Linked DNA regions of Mus musculus: region 2 is linked to region 1. Evidence: chromatin contacts called from public Hi-C data. All regions are on one chromosome and are shown on one strand. Each heading gives the region's core, a stretch centred on a gene start, on an enhancer-like site or on the middle of the called end of the contact. The rest is flanking DNA. Distances are from core to core; before and after follow the strand shown.

Region 1 (2,700 bases), core at 92-2,591:
TCCTAGTTCTGATATATTCAAGATTAGAATTGCTGTCATCTCCAAATAAGGAGAAGACAAAAATACTACAGGATTTTTAATTATTTCTGACTCTAGAACATAAACTTAGTTCTAGAATTAACATATGTGTTTATGTGTATAGAACATACATGCACATGCAGCTATATGTGCCATGGATGGCAGAGGTCTATACCAGTCATGTTTTTTGATCATTTTCCCCAAATATTTTTGGAAAAGGGACTGTCACTGAACCCAGAGCTTGCCAACTTTAAGTCAAGCCATATTGGCTCATTAGTGAGCTCTAGGGAATCCTCCTGTTTCTGTCTCCCATCTCTGGGATTACAAGCACACCCTGTCATGCTTAGCATGTTTTAAGAGTAAAAGAGTGATCTCAGTTCAGATCCTCATGTTTCACTATCAAGTACTTTATCTGCTGAACCTCAGAAAAATGTACTTCTGCAAACTATGTCATATCACAATCGGTTCACTGTTTTTATCTGGGTAAATCATACTGTTGACATTTCAGAAGCATGGGAGATCTTAGCCATAAATCTTTGTTCTTTATGAGAGATCTGAGATTCAGAAAATAAGTCAGTTAGCAAAGATCATGTGGGACTAAAATGCAAATCAGCAGACTCTTCAAATTTATCCCTTCCCCTATCGTCTCACTGGACTTTGTTGATACAGGGTCTCTCTAGGCAGCCCAGACTGACCTCAAAGCCCAAGTCCTCCAGTCTTGGCTTCCCTTGAGATGAGATTGCAGGCCTATTCTATTACATTCAGATGTCAGATTTCTGTTATTTAAGCAGAGTCTGTGAGTTTGTATTTACAAAATCAAACAAACAAAAACCTTTGTCATCCATAAAGGTTAAGGACTATAGTTAAAGAAATAGAAAGCTTTGTCCCTACAATCTGGACTGGCATCCCTTTCCTAAGCAGCTCTCCCTCTGCCCCCTACTTTCTCTTCAGTAGTATAAGTATGTGTCTTCATGGTAGAACATGTGTCCAATCTTGAGTTTTACATGTTCATTACTGTAGAGACCTTCAAGTCAAGTGCACTAATGCCCTTTTAGAAAAGGTCCCTGGAGAATTGCTAACGGAAGAGAGCAACTGAGTTTATTTTTAAATGATTCATGTAATTAAAGTTTAACATAATTGGACATGAATTGTTCCTGGAGTTTCATTTCGGTGTCCTGAAGTACACATGGTGGGAAACTTTTAGTCATAAAACATTTCTCTCTCAAGGATGTAAATGCCTTTGACATTGCTGGATGGTTCTGTCACTGAGGGAATGGGCACCATCTGTCCCTGCTTAGCTGTGCTGAGAGCATTGACCTGACAGCACACGGAGAAACCGGAGAAGCCTGGTGGAGTATCGCCATTCCTTTCTAACCCAGTAATGAGTTATCTGAAGTGTTAGAAACACCATGAGTTTCTCTGAAATGGAGACAGTGGAATTATTGTCAGTCTGGAAAAGATTAATTATGGGAGTTCAGCGGGAGAATGAGACCGAAACTATCTGGGTTCAGAACCAGTAACCTTTTCCAGCTGTCATACAGCAGTAAAAAGGGAGTCAGATACTCTCTGTTTGCTGGGGATTTCATGGAGACAGCGAGTTAGATTGCAGTAAGAATGCCTATTGATATGAACAGAGGCTAAGCAGGGAGAGAGTTAGGTATTCAGATAAGGATGATGTTGTGCTTGATCTAAACAAACTCGGTGATTGCAATTCACCTTTCGTCCTAATCCACAACAGTCAGCACCAAAAGAGAAATGAACACAGATGTCAGTTCATTGGCGGAGGCTTAATTTCCTCTGACCCACACATCTAATTTTATAAGCACTCAATTATCCCTACTTACATTACCTATGTGTAGCTAATTAACTCGTCATATTCTCCCCGGAACATTCTTGTCCTCGTTCTTCGGTGCTTCCACTTTCTATTTCTGGAAACAGCTTCGGTTAGTCCGAAGCCTCAGCCCACCATGAACAGCCCTTCCCCTTTCAGCTCCTTGCCAACTGCACATGCTTCCAGAAGACATCTCTACTTTTCCCCTTTCTCTTTGTGTTCAAGACCTCCACCACAATCCAAGTCTTTTCTTCTCTCCATTCGTACTCTCTTTAAATATTATCCAGTGTTACTCCTTATTCTCAGTCTTCTCTAGCATGTTGCTTATAGCCTTCTGCCCTCTACAGATCAGTTTAACCACTATAGTCCTACGTTCTCAAAATTCAGCTACTCTAAAAGTATCCATGGACTAAAGCCCAAGTGTGCAGGCAGATGCCATGATTTTGTACCCAGTGGCCCAATTCTTTTGATCTTGCTCTGTGCTTCCTGCCCTGACTTTTCTTGCTTGAATATATAATTTGTGAAATTTCTGGGGCCTGGGTAGCCATCACTTTCTTTTTGTCCTTTTAAGACCTAAGTCAAATCCTCCATAGAACTTTCTTTATTTCCAAAGCCATGAACACCAGAATAAGGTCAGAGGAATCCATCTGATAATATTATGAGGGTTATACACTGAAATCATATGCCTCTGGACCATATACTATTTTTTGAATTCAGACTATCATGTTCAAAATGATGGTTAGATGGCCAGCACCAGTCTGTAGCCTAAGGCACTTTCCAAAAAGACATTGAAAATAAAGATAGATGAAAACTCTTACCACATTTGAAAGCCTGGATAAACCTATAATAAA
Region 2 (2,700 bases), core at 127-2,626, 700 kb before region 1:
GTGGAAGTTGATCTTGATTTCTATTTCATGAGATTTAGGCTCATTCCAGAGGTAAGCTTTAGGCTATGCCTGTGTAAGTGTTTCCAGTGGAGTCTGAATGAACATGGAGCACCAACCCTGAATCCTGAACTAGGGAGCACAGGTGAATGGGTTTGGGTCCTAGACATAAAGGGAAGGGAGAAATCAAGAAACTGTTGGGACGAGCTAGAAGCTTAGTGCAACGGAAATGACCAGGAATCTGTGAGAGCGACCCTAGCTATGACTCCCAGCCTGGGGGATGTGAAGCCTGAACTGGCCATCTCCTGTAACCAGGCAAGACTTCCAGTGGAGGGATTGGGACATCAACCGAGATACAAAACCCCTGACCTATAATTTCTCCTGCCTACAAGACGTCCTGGAGTAAAGGGGGTACAGAAATTGTGGACGCAGCCAACCGTTGAGACCCACTGCCATGAGAGGGAGTCCACCCCGACATTTTCTGGAGGGCCAGACCCTGAGGCTAGATAGCCCCGAGACCTGGGGGATAATCTGCTATACTCACAGACTGGTGCCTAGACCAACCGTCATCAGAGGCTTCACCTAGCAACTAATGGAGTCAGATGCGGACCCTCAGCCAAGCACGAGACTGGGAGAATATGGTGGAAGAGCGGAGGAAGGATTATGGGAGCCAGAGGGCCAAGGACACCACAAGAAAACCCACAGAACCAGCCGTCATGGGTTCACAGGGCGCACAGAGACTGTACCAACTAATCACCAGCCTTCATCTCTGTCTGTTTTCTTACTAAATAAACAATGCAGTAAGCCCTCTTGTTCCTTTCTCCCATCTCCCCCCAGTGACAACTACATCCTTTAAGACTGAAAACTAAAATTTATCCTTCCTTCCTTAAGTTGCTTTTGGCAGGTGTTTGGTCGTCAGAATGCATAAAGGAACGAGCGCTTCTACAATTGATTAGCATGCTGATAAAATATACAAGGCGTTTGTTTTTTCTTAGAGGTGGAAAAATGTAAAGATTTCCCAGAAAGTCACTGGCTTCTGCTTACTTGGAAACACACACATCTGGTGAAGTGTGTTCAGGCTTAAATTGGTTTGAAATTCCAAGGAGGAGAGGTTGGGACAGCTAAAACCCACAAGTAACAGTTAATCCGATCTGCTCACTAGCCTTTCCAAGCTACTGCTTCGTGGGGTGGTCTGTGAGGGCTTTGCTTTGTAGCTACCCACAACTTCAGGTTTACTAGCAGTAGTGCTTTCTGTGGCAGGATTTAGTTGTTCTTGGGTTGAGATAATCCAAACAGCTGGGATCTATTTTAGTGCTTTCTGGCTCCAGCTGGAATTGCCTTTGAAAGATTCGTTTTCATACTTGGTTTTTTTCTTTTTCTTCAGTGCTATCGCAGAATTTCGTTTACAAAAACCAAGACAGAAATGGTGGACTGCACAGTGCAAGTCTTAAGTCTGACCCTGCTGTCCAGATAAAAGTAAATCCAGCTGTTTATTCGTTCTTCTCCTCCAGCTTGTGAGACTGAGTCTACTGAAAGCATCTGGGGCTCTAGCTCCTCTGGGGTTTTTTTATTAAGACAGCATAAACGAATTTGCACAAGACATGTTTTGTCTACTGAGAAAAAAAGTAATGTGATTCACACAGGCCCGGCATGTTTATATCAGGCTTTCTGCATATGACCCTATTAGCAAATTTATTTATCCTTGTCTTGATTACATTAAACCAAACACAGGTCTGAAGCAAGAACGTCTTACGAGGTAGGAGAGAAAAATAGATGGTCAGTGGCGTCGGGAACCCGTGCAACTTCCCCAGGGCCAAGGAAATAAAAAGATAAGAAAACTGCCTGAGTTAGCTGCACTAATTGTGGAGACAGACTTCCTTCTGTTAGACGGCAGTCTCCGTTCCCACTGCTTTGACTGCTACCCATGAACTCTGATGGCCAAACAAACTCCAAATGCCATCAGCCTGCTATGAATGAACACCAACAGACTCAAAATTAGTAGGAGTGGTTGCCCAGTTAGTAATCATTTTATCTTTGGAAGTTTAAACAAAGACTAGATCTCTACAAGTTTCCCGAGCACATTTCTAAGGGGCTGTTTTTAGTGCTTAAGGCATCAGGATCAAGATTTATCGACAGTTCAGCCTCTGAGCGGGAAATGGTAAGTTACTATAAAAGTTTCACACGCCTTCTTATTTATTCTTCTAGCAAACTTAAGGGAGAACAGTTGCCAGCAATCACCTACAAGTCCCACTTATAATAATCTACTGCAGAATACTTACTTGTCTGCTATTAGTGAATATGTATGTAGGCTTTTAATTCTACAAAGCAAAAGGTTCTGTGAAATCCCATAAAAGGAAACGGCTGAAAACTACAGAATGATACTCATTTCTAAAAGGAAATCTGATAGGAGAGGGACCACTGTGCTCTTTAGGGATGATGTCAGCATTTGGATTAGATCATTGAATTAGCATCATTCCCTGCACTTGATGAAAAATATCTCCTAGGCTATGGATGCATCCCACAAGAACTCATTAACAATTATTACCTGTGCACAACTTATAAAGCCTTTAAAAGCTATACAAAGCAGATTAGAAAGCTACACAAAAATCAAAATTAAGCATTTATAATTCTGACCAACAAAGAAAAACATGTAGTAAGTCCAACTACGGATGTGTGCTAAGAGGTATTTAAGATTAATCCCAT

Evidence for each region. A called contact is a pair of places that touch in the nucleus more often than the background predicts.
Region 2: a Hi-C map of uterus shows a contact between it and region 1, with 2.7 times the contacts expected there. The contact joins two enhancer-like sites. A contact is called at or near these places in 2 of 484 Hi-C or Micro-C datasets (both in uterus) and 1 of 115 datasets of contacts at active chromatin or transcription factors (embryonic fibroblasts).

What each region holds. Positions count from the first base shown.
Region 1 is chr2:79,086,657-79,089,356 of GRCm38.p6, reverse strand. No RefSeq gene overlaps it. Among named protein-coding and RNA genes, the nearest start is that of Gm35748, 34 kb to the left of the region's middle. Within about 2 kb of position 1,341, at least 94 of the 459 cell types and tissues checked have an H3K27ac peak or open chromatin away from gene starts, as enhancers often do. A contact at or near this core is called in uterus, where this site is marked.
Region 2 is chr2:79,784,492-79,787,191 of GRCm38.p6, reverse strand. The region is part of intron 4 of Ppp1r1c (protein phosphatase 1, regulatory inhibitor subunit 1C); the gene reads right to left. Among named protein-coding and RNA genes, the nearest start is that of Ppp1r1c, 78 kb to the right of the region's middle. Within about 2 kb of position 1,376, at least 19 of the 459 cell types and tissues checked have an H3K27ac peak or open chromatin away from gene starts, as enhancers often do. A contact at or near this core is called in uterus, where this site is marked.